Linked DNA regions of Sus scrofa: region 2 is linked to region 1. Evidence: chromatin contacts called from public Hi-C data. All regions are on one chromosome and are shown on one strand. Each heading gives the region's core, a stretch centred on a gene start, on an enhancer-like site or on the middle of the called end of the contact. The rest is flanking DNA. Distances are from core to core; before and after follow the strand shown. Region 1 holds the start of KLHL36 (kelch-like protein 36). Region 2 overlaps USP10 (ubiquitin carboxyl-terminal hydrolase 10).

The links. Hi-C and Micro-C count contacts between places; a contact is called where the count stands out from the background.
Region 2: a contact with region 1 is called in a Hi-C map of retroperitoneal adipose tissue, with 1.6 times the contacts expected there. The contact joins the enhancer-like site here to the promoter of KLHL36 in region 1. A contact is called at or near these places in 2 of 5 promoter capture datasets (fetal liver and liver), 10 of 47 Hi-C or Micro-C datasets (blood, embryonic fibroblasts, epiblast stem cells and 5 more) and 1 of 2 datasets of contacts at active chromatin or transcription factors (alveolar macrophages).

What each region holds. Positions count from the first base shown.
Region 1 is chr6:4,077,357-4,082,490 of Sscrofa11.1, forward strand. KLHL36 (kelch-like protein 36) reads right to left here and starts at 2,827. Exons shown (of 5, transcript XM_021093726.1): 1 at 2,677-2,827.
Region 2 is chr6:4,025,427-4,029,976 of Sscrofa11.1, forward strand. All of the region lies in intron 1 of USP10 (ubiquitin carboxyl-terminal hydrolase 10), which reads right to left. Among named protein-coding and RNA genes, the nearest start is that of USP10, 16 kb to the right of the region's middle. Within about 2 kb of position 3,190, at least 5 of the 83 cell types and tissues checked have an H3K27ac peak or open chromatin away from gene starts, as enhancers often do. A contact at or near this core is called in mesenteric adipose tissue and retroperitoneal adipose tissue, where this site is marked.

The DNA of each region.
Region 1 (5,134 bases), core at 1,577-4,076:
TTCCACAGATCAGGATGACAATGACAAGAGTCACCGTTTCAGAGCCCAGATGGGGGCCTTAAGGGGTGGACAAGCACCCCATCATGGAACTCCCACAACTACCCGGCCAGGCTGATGCCACTGACACCACCGTTACGCACGAGGACGTTGAGCTCAAGGTCACAAAACTAGTGGATGGTGAGGAAGCCAATCGGAATCCGTCCAGCTTCAAAAGTGGACAGACACGGGCCCTTCCCCAGGATGCTCTATGAACACGGTCCAGTCTTGGAGAGACTAACATTTCATGAAGTCAAGAATGCAGCGCCGTCACGCCTACCAAGCATCAAATATGGTGTAGACCCAGGCACTGTCTTAAGTGCTTTTCCGTCGTCACGGGTTTAATCCCCACCACAACCCTAGGAGGCCTGAACTGCCACCATCCTCCGTTCACAGAGGAGGAAGCTGAAGGCAGTAAGGGGAAGTGACTTGTCGATCGAGCGTTACACACAGGAAAGAGAGGCAGAGTTAGGATTTTTTTCTTTTTTTTGGTCTTTTGTCCTTTTTAGGGCCGCACCCTGGGCATTTCGAGGTTCCCAGGCTAGGGGTCTAATCAGAGCTGTAGCCACCGGCCTCCGCCACAGACACAGCCACGCCATCTCTGAGCTGCGTCTGCGACTTACACTACAGCTCGTGGCAACACTGGATCCTTAACCCACTGAGTGAGGTCAGGGATCAAAACCGCAACCTCATGGTTTCTAGCCGGATTCATTTCCGCTGAGCCACGACAGGAATGCCTCTTTTTTTTTTAATAAGATTTTTTTTAATTTATTTTTTATTTTTAGGGCATATGGAAGTGCCCGGGCTAGGGGTCGAATCTGAGCCACATTTGTGAACTACACCACAGCTTTTGGCAATGCCAGATCCTTAATCCACTGAGCAAGGCCAGGGATCGAACCCACATCCTCATGGATACCAGTCAGAGTCTTAATCCTCTGAGCCGCAATGGGAACTCCGGATTTAGGATTTCAACCTAAGGAGGCTTTCATGCTCTTAACCCTTAGGCTCTTCCACCTGGCCTTTAAAAAAAAAAAAAGTGCTCACAGGCAGGAAACTTTGGCTGGGGACATATGTCCCACCACAAATATCCAAGATAAACTTGAAAAGGCAAGTTAACCTCTCTAGACTTCAAGGTTGAGTTTATGGAGTGGGCTGGTGTAGCAGGCAATGTTAAAAGTTTCTTCCAGCTTTGAAATGCCAGGCAACTCACTAAGAGCACTGAGCTGGGCTATGGGGGACCTCGGAGGATGGGAGCACACAGAGAAAGGATGAGGCCAGCAGTGTGGGCACGGGTCACAAACTGGCACTGACGGTTTGAGAAGGAATTTTTCTGAGTTGAGAAGAGTCAATCTGTCACCGAGTGAACACTTTGTTGATAGAAAATCATGTGACAAGCAGTCAGCACAGTGTCAAGACAATCAGGGACACACAGAGGTGGTGGCAGTGTCCCCCCTGGAGGAATAAAACTGGGCACAGTCCATCCTGCCGACTTCCTGGGGGAAGGAAAGGACAACCAGATTTCTCTGGACCAATCAGCAACTCTGTGACAAAGACCAGCCGCCCCTGCCCCTGTCCTTTCTGACTCCCCCTCGGATGCTGAGGGGGCTCAGAGAGGGGGGATGGGAAGGACCCGGGCCTCCTTGCGCTGCCTCCTACTCACCCCTAACTTCTCTGTTTCACCTGCATCCTCTAAGACAGGTACCACCATTGTTTCTGACATCCAGGCTCAGGTGGCCGTGGGACCCACCCAAGGTCACACAGCAGAAAGTCTCCCTCATCCCAGGCAGCCAGTCAGGGCTCAGGTTTGACCTCAGTGCTAAAAGCTTTCTTGTCTAGGCCAAGATTTCTAGAGAGCGTCTCCCCTTGTGGAGGCTCCCTTTTGTCTGCGGGCAGGTGGTTTGGGGCCAAGGGCTACAGGAGTGTTGGGTGTCAGCTGCTTCCATGCTTGCTGAAAGCAGGTGACGGGTCAAGGCCATCCGTGGGGACAGCGGCAATCCCCAGTTTGGTGTAAAAAGGTCTTTCGGTAAACACGGGAACAGAGGCCACCTCAGGCCAGGAGGGTCCCCAGGGAGCCTCCTCTTCGGGTTCTTTCCCCGGGTTTCGACCCAGATCCCAGATCCTGCCCGACCTCAGCACTGACGGAGACAGCATCGTTGAGATGGGAGCGGATGCCCGCGGGCACTCACACGTCCCGGGCCTCGCCGGCGGGGTCTCCGGGGACGTCGCTGTCCCTCGCTCGGACCCGGCACCCCCTGGCGGAACTGCCGGTACAACGGCCGCCCGGGCAGGCTCGAGCCGGCTAGGAGGAGGCGGAGGGAGGCGAAGCTGGGTCGCGCCGGGGGCCAGCAACCGCGGCGGGACGCGGGGACACTCAGCTGGGCCGCGCGGGGCTGGCCGCCCAGGCCGCACCTCCACCTGCGGGGGCGGCGGCCCCCTCCTCCCACCCCGCGACCGCCCCTCCGCCCGCCCCGCCGCCCTCCCGCCATCCCCGGAGCACAAAGGGATCCCGGGGGCGGGGCGGGGGCGCAGCTCGCGGGGCCCGGGACCCCGGTGAGGCCGGCCCGCCCCCCGCCCCGGCCCCCGGACGGCGCGCGGCTCCGGCTGGGCCCGGGCAGGAAGGGGGCGCGCGCAGAGGCCCACCTGAGAGGGCGCGCTACGGGCGCGGCGCGGGGAGCCCCGGCGGCGGGGCCGGGCGGGCGGGGCGGCGGGGCCCGGGCGCCGGAGCCCGCAGGCGGGCCGGGTGCGCGGCCATGGCTCCGCCAGGAAGTGCGACGCCGAGGGCGGAGGCGCGCGCGGCCAATGGCGGCGGCCGGGAGGGGGCGGGCTCAGGCGGCGCGGGGGCGGGGCCTGCGCGGGGGGCGGGGCGCGCGGGGGGCGGGGCGGGGCGAGGGCTGGGTCCGCGCCCACACTTGGCGCTCAGCCCTGGGCTGCCCCCGGCTCGGTCGCTGCCTGGGCGCGCCACACACGGTCACGCATCGCGAAATGCGTAGTGGGGGTCGCCCGCCATTCCAGGCATAGGGACACGGAGCGGACGGGACGGGCACGGTCCCAGGCCTGGGGGGAAGTGAGCGGCTGGCCGAGACCTGAGCGCTGGGAGGTGACAGCGCAGTGGCATCTTCCAGCCATCACCTCCTTCCAGTCTTAGGTCCAGTCTTAGGGCGAAGGTCCCCTGCATGCACCCTAAGGCGAGGCCTTCGCCTACTCCTCTGTTTAAAGTCACATTCTCTCTCTTCACTTCCAGCTTTACGTTTCATTTAGCCTTACCATTGTATAATCTTCTGGATCTTTTTTTTTTTTTTTTTTTTTTTTTTGTCTTTTTGCCTTTTCTAGGACTGCTCCCTTGGCATATGGAGGTTCCCAGGCTAGGAGTCCAATCGGAGCTGTAGTTGCCCGCCTACGCCATAGGCGCAGCAACGCGGGATCCCAGCCGCCTCTGCGACCTACACCACAGTTCACGGCTACGCTGGTCCTTAACCCACTGAGCGAGGCCAGGGATCGAACCAGCTACCTCCTGGTTCCTAGTCAGATTCGTTAACCACCGAGCCACGACGGGAACTCCCTGGATCATTTTCTTATTCATTTGACTTATTGACCCTCTCCCCCACTAGAAACCCTCTAGGGCAGCAGTTACCTTTGGTTTTATTCCTAGCTGGGCCCCCACCTAGTAGGTGCTCAGCAGAGTGAATAAATTTAACCATCACAGATCTATCATGGTCAAACTTACACTACAGCATGGATGAACCTTGAAAACATAATAAGTGAAAGAACACTACGTAAAAGGACATATATTGCATGATTCCATTTATGTAAAGTTTCCAAAGTAGGCAAATCCAAAGAGCCAGAACTTAAATTAGTGTTTGCCCAGGACCGGTGAGTTGGGGTGAAATGTGGTGGTTGTTAAATATGAAGGGATTTTTTGAGTGTGGTGTAAAAAATGTCGTGAAATTAGGTAGTATTGATGGTTGTGCAACTCTGAATCTATGAAAAACCATTGAATTGTACAATTTAAAAGGGTAAATTGGGGGTTCCCACTGTGGCTCAGCAGTAACGAACCTGACTATTAACCATGAGAATGTGGGTTTGGTCCCTGACCTTGCTCAGTGCATTAAGGATCCGGCATTGCTGTGAGCTGTGTTGTGGGTCGCAGATGCAGCTTGGATCTGGCGTTGCTGTGGCTGTGGTGTAGGCGGGCAACTGCAGCTCTGATTCAACCCCTAGCCTGGGAACTTATATACGCCGTGAGTGCGGGCCTAAAAAAGCAAAACTAAATAAATAAGTAAAAGGGTAAATTGGAGTTCCCTGGTAGCTCAGCAGGTTAAGGACCCAGTGGCCTGGGTTACTACTATGGGCGGCTTCGATCCCTGGCCTGGGAAAGTTCAAGGCCATGGGTGAGGCCAAAACAAAAAACAAAGCCAAGAAAACCCAAAGTTGAATAAAAAATTTCTCGGTCTCCCTGTTTTTCTGTTTCCTGCCTTCTCTGGTAAGGATTGGGAGCGTGCCTTTTTTTGTTTTTTGGGTTTTTTTTTTGTTTTTAGCGCTGCACTCAGGGGTTGAATTGGAGCTGCAGCCACTGGCCTACACCACAGCCACAGCAATGCCAGATCCAAGCCACGTCTGCAACCTACACCACAGTTCACAGCAACACCGGATCCTTAACCCACTGAGCGATGCCAGGGATCGAACCTGAGTCCTCATGGATGCTAGTCAGATTCATTTCTGCTGAGCCAGGAAGGGAACTCCACTTAGGCATATCTTTAAAGCCTTACTTGCACATCCCCCCCTTGACCCCTCCCCCTTGACCCCTCCCCTCCTCGACCCCTCCCCCCTCCTCGACCCCCCTTCTTGACCCCTCCCCTCTCCTTGACCCCTCTCCATCAGCCCAAAGCTAATCCCCCATCTCGTTCTATGTCTGTATCTTGATATGCCAGTCTCCGCTTTTTCATGACTTCACGCACGCCATTCATCAATTCATTGAGCAGACTCTGTGCCAGGTGCTGAGGTGATGCCAGGGATAGAAAGACTCTTTCGAGGATGTTAGGGAGGGTGGTAAACAAGTAAAGGAGCAATTACTCTAACACGGCCAGTCCCGTGTCAGGGA
Region 2 (4,550 bases), core at 1,940-4,439, 52 kb before region 1:
GTTCCTGTCGTGGCTCAGCGGAAACGAATCCAACTAGCATCCAAGAGGATGCCAGTTCAATCCCTGGCCTCGCTTAGTGGGTCGGGGATCTGGCGTTGTCATGAGCTGTGTTGCAGGTCACAGATGCGGCTCAGATCCTGCATTGCTGTCGCTTTTGTGTAGGTCAGCAGCTGTAGCTCTCATTCGACCCCTAGCCTGGGAACCTTCATATGCCCTAAAAAAAGGAAAACAAGGAAAAAAAGAAAAATTAAACTTAAGACGACTGGTGTTGCCAGGGCTGTGGCACAGGCCCCAGCTGCAGCTCCGAGTCTACCCCTGGCCTGGGAACTTCCAGAGGCCACAGGTTCAGCCCTAAAAAGAAAAACAGACTTGGTCCTGCCTCTTGAACCATTCTCTCTCTCCCCTCTGGCTGGGCACCTGGATATTCCCCGGCTAAGCAGCTCACCCACTCTCAGAGCTTCAACTAAGTTGACGAAGTCCAAATACATCTTCTACCTGGGCTGCTCAATTCTCCTCCAGTTGCTTCTTTCAAGCTCCCAACTCTTGGGCTCTTCTGCTGCTACGTACTAGTTTAACTTTAAAATCAAGAGGCCCATTATTTTTTCAAAATCAGCTTCTACAATTATGTCAAGAGCAAATTTCATCATTCTTCCAACCTCCCAGATGAGAAACTTAGAAAATTACCTTGAATTATATACCCAAGTACCTAGGAAAAACCTCATCAAAGTACCAAAATGCACAAAAATTTTATTTGGTAAAAACAGCAGCAACTGCAGGGGCTGAAATCAGAATCCTAATGCAGTGCTACATACTAACACTTCATGCAGGATCGATCGATCCAGAGACCAGGACCTCAATGAGGCAAAGGCAGGAGCAGCACCTTTCCGCACACACATCACACACCAGTCAGAAAGCACTGCCCAACCCAAGCCCTGATGAGCCAGCCCCTCCAGGCCTGGCCGCCGGCAATAACCAAGATGAGACCTCGGCCTCCCAACACCCACTGAACGCCTGACACGTAAGAGACCCTCAAATGGTGACAGAATGGGAGTTCCCGTCGTGGGTCAGCAGTTAATGAACGCGGCTAGCTAGCATCCATGAGGACGTGGGTTCGATCCCTGGCATCATCGCTCAGTGGGTTAAGGATCTGGCGTTGCCGTCACCTGTGGTGTAGATCGAAGACACAGCTCAGATCCTGCGTTGCTACGGCTGTGGTGTAGGCTGGCGACTACAGCTCTGATTCAACCCCTAGCCTGGGAACCTTCCATATGCCGCAGATGTGGCCCTAAAAAGACAAAAAAAAAAAAAAAAAAAAAAAAAAAAAAAGTGCTGACAGAACGGCCAACAGTCCTAAAACAGTCTGTCACCAAACTAAACAGATTTCTACTGAGCACCAATGGCACAGAAGATATAAAGAAAGTATTTTAGGAGTTCCCGTTGTGGCTCAGTGGTTAACGAATCCGACTAGGAACCATGAGGTTGCGGGTTCAATCCCTGGCCTTGCTCAGTGGGTTAAGGATCCCGCGTTGCTGTGGCTCTGGTGTAGGCTGGTGGCTACGGCTCCGATTAGATCCCTAGCCTGGGAACCTCCATACGCTGCGGGAGCGGCCCAAAGAAATAGAAAAAAGACAAAAAAAAAAAAAAAAAGTATTTTAAATGTTTAAGCAATGTTTACTGCCTTCAAAAAACTTGCGGGGATGGAGGTGGGGGACAAGTACCTACCACGAGCTGCATGACTCCTTCGGGTTAAGCGCTGCCCTGAAGGCGTTTAACATACAGACCTCATTTAGCCATCCCGTCACTCCTAAAAGACAGTGATTCGGAGTTCTGCTGTGACGCTTCGGGTTAAGGATGCAACACTGTCTCAGTGGCAGCTTGGGTTTGATTCCTGGGCCAGCAGCGAAGGCGGAACCCAGGGGGCTTATGCAGCTCTGAGGCCCCACCGAGACCTACTGAAGCCAAATATGCCATTAACAAGATGCCCAGGGGATCCTTAGTGTAGGTTGAGTTTGCGAAGCAGCTGCTGAGGCTCACATAACCCCAGGATCCTCCTATAAAGTAAGCACCACGTGGCTCCAAACTCCTCCATTAAGTTGGGTGAACATTTCTCATCCAAATGGGAGGCAACTTTCAGAGTAAAAGGACCAAATTAATTACCTTGGAACAAGTGTGCACCAGGACATCTGGTCAACTGCTACCTGTACGGACGGCAGAGATGGGATCTACACTCTCTAGCGTGGTGTAATGGCCCTCCCGGCCTAAAGGATCCCACCTTACCTCTCTGCACCTAAGACCCCGTGACTCCAAATGGACTCACTACTCTCCTGCCCTCCATGCAGGCGGCTCCCTCACCCCCCACTCCTCTGCCCATCAAGCTGAAAACAGGCATCACCCCCTCAGGGAATTCACTGCAACCCCTATTTCTTTCAAAGCCTTGTTCACATGTCATGGTAATTATCATTTATCTATGTTTCTGTAAATAAACTATGATCTCTGTGCATCTTTCAGTTCTAAATCCCATCCACTTAAGCACACTTAGAATCTAGTAATCTAGGAGTTCCCATTATGCTGCAGCAGAAACGAATCCGACTAGGAACCATCTTTGATCCCTGGCCTTGCTCAGTGGGTTAAGGATCCGGCGTTGCCATGAGCTGTGGTGTAGCTCGCAGGCCTGGCTCAACCTGGCGTTGCTGTTGGTGAGGTGTAGGCTGGCAGCAACAGCTCCAATCAGACCCCTAGCCTGGGAACCTCCATATGCCACAGATGCGGCCCTAAAAACACAAAAGACCAAAAAAAAAAAAAAAAAAAGAAAAAAAAAAAGTAATAATCTAGTAAGTAGCTGTTACTGGGTGATGATGAAAAGAACTAGAGGTTGAGAGAAATAAACGTGCCCCAGATCCCACAAACATAAACTGGGAGAGGAGAGACTGGAAGCTGGAGCTGACCCCGAGGCACAGATGTATAGATAGTTAAGCAACAAGAAAACTTAAGGAAGACTCTAAAATAAAAGAAGAAATGTTCAGATGGTCCAGAATGACCTGCCAGGGAGAAAGGACAGTCCTCAGTCTGGGAGCCCAGAACGAGGAAACTACAAAGCTGGAAAAGGAGAGTGGGGAGGGACAGGGCTTCAGGACTGCAAGGGACTTTGTGGCCATCCTCCCAATGTCCTTTCCCTTCCTCCCGGGAGAGGGGGCCCCAGTTCAGAAGGCCAACACACACACACACCCCCAGCTCCAGAGGGGAGTCCACAGGGCGTGCTATCCTCCTCGCACAGAGTGCTGGGTTCAGGGGGTGCCAAAGAATTCTGGGACACACTCACTCTCTTGTTCCAGTGCGTGTGCCGGGCACAAACATGAAGCCTGCCACTACGGTAGCCTCTTTTTTTTTTTTTTCTTTTTTAGGGCCGCACCCTCAGCATATGGAGGTTCCCCGGGTAGGGGCTGAATCAGAGCTGCAGCTGCCTGTCTACACTACGGCCACAACAACTCAGGATCTGAGCCTCATCTGCAACCTACACCACAGCTCACGGGAATGCCAGATCCTTAACCCACTGAGCGGGGCCAAGGATTCTCAGGATGCTGGTTGGGTTCGTTAACCACTGAGCCACAATAGGAGCTCCTACAGTAGTCATTTTGCTGCGGGGGGGATGCCTAGCCTTAGGACAAAACAGATACAACACAGGTAAAGAAAAACCAGGTTCTCAAAGATGTCACTGAACTGATGAGTCAAACCAACCTTGAAGCCTGACCTACCTATAGAAATTTCTAGTTTTATGAGCTAGTAAATCTCTAATTTATGGTGTAAGAGCTGAGCTAACGTTTAATTATTAGCAAAAGCATCCTGAGACAGGAATGGAGTGAGCCATATAGGAGATAAAAGGTCTGCCTCACGTTCCACGGCAGCAACAGGGGATTCCTACAAAGATCACTCAAAACGCCAAAGTGACAGGTTAACATGAGACCGAAGCCCTCCTCACACGGCACGTTTCTCTCCACGTGCCAAACCCTCTTCATTCTCAGGGCTCCTCACGACCCGTCTCCCTCCCTCAATTACCCTGCAGAACTCAGCATGCGCACCGCCTCGTCAGGCACCTAATCCCACATCCCAGAAGCCTCCAGTTGCCTCCTGTGCCTTAGTCACCTGCTGAGTCACCCGCTGCACACACAGGGAAGACCGCTTGGGTTATTACCTTCCCGTCAGCTACGCGCGGCAGCTAAAGCCGCTGGCCTTCACCAAACACGGGCCAGCTTACTGACAAACTTTTTCTAAAAAGACCTTTCTCAATCTTTTCCAACTATTTCATAACTTGCTCTGTGTAACTTGCTCTGTCTCAAATACTAGTCTTAAAATACAAACATGAGGCGCTCCATGGTGGCTCAGTAGGTTAAGGATCCAGCATTTTAACTGCAACAGCCCGAGTCACTGCTGCAGCTCGAGTTCAACCCCTGGCCCAGGAACTTCCATATGCTGCGAGTGTGGTCACAAAAATAAAATGAAGTACCATGGGTGAAGGCTAACACTGGCTGAGATATCGACGGTGTCGTGGTGGG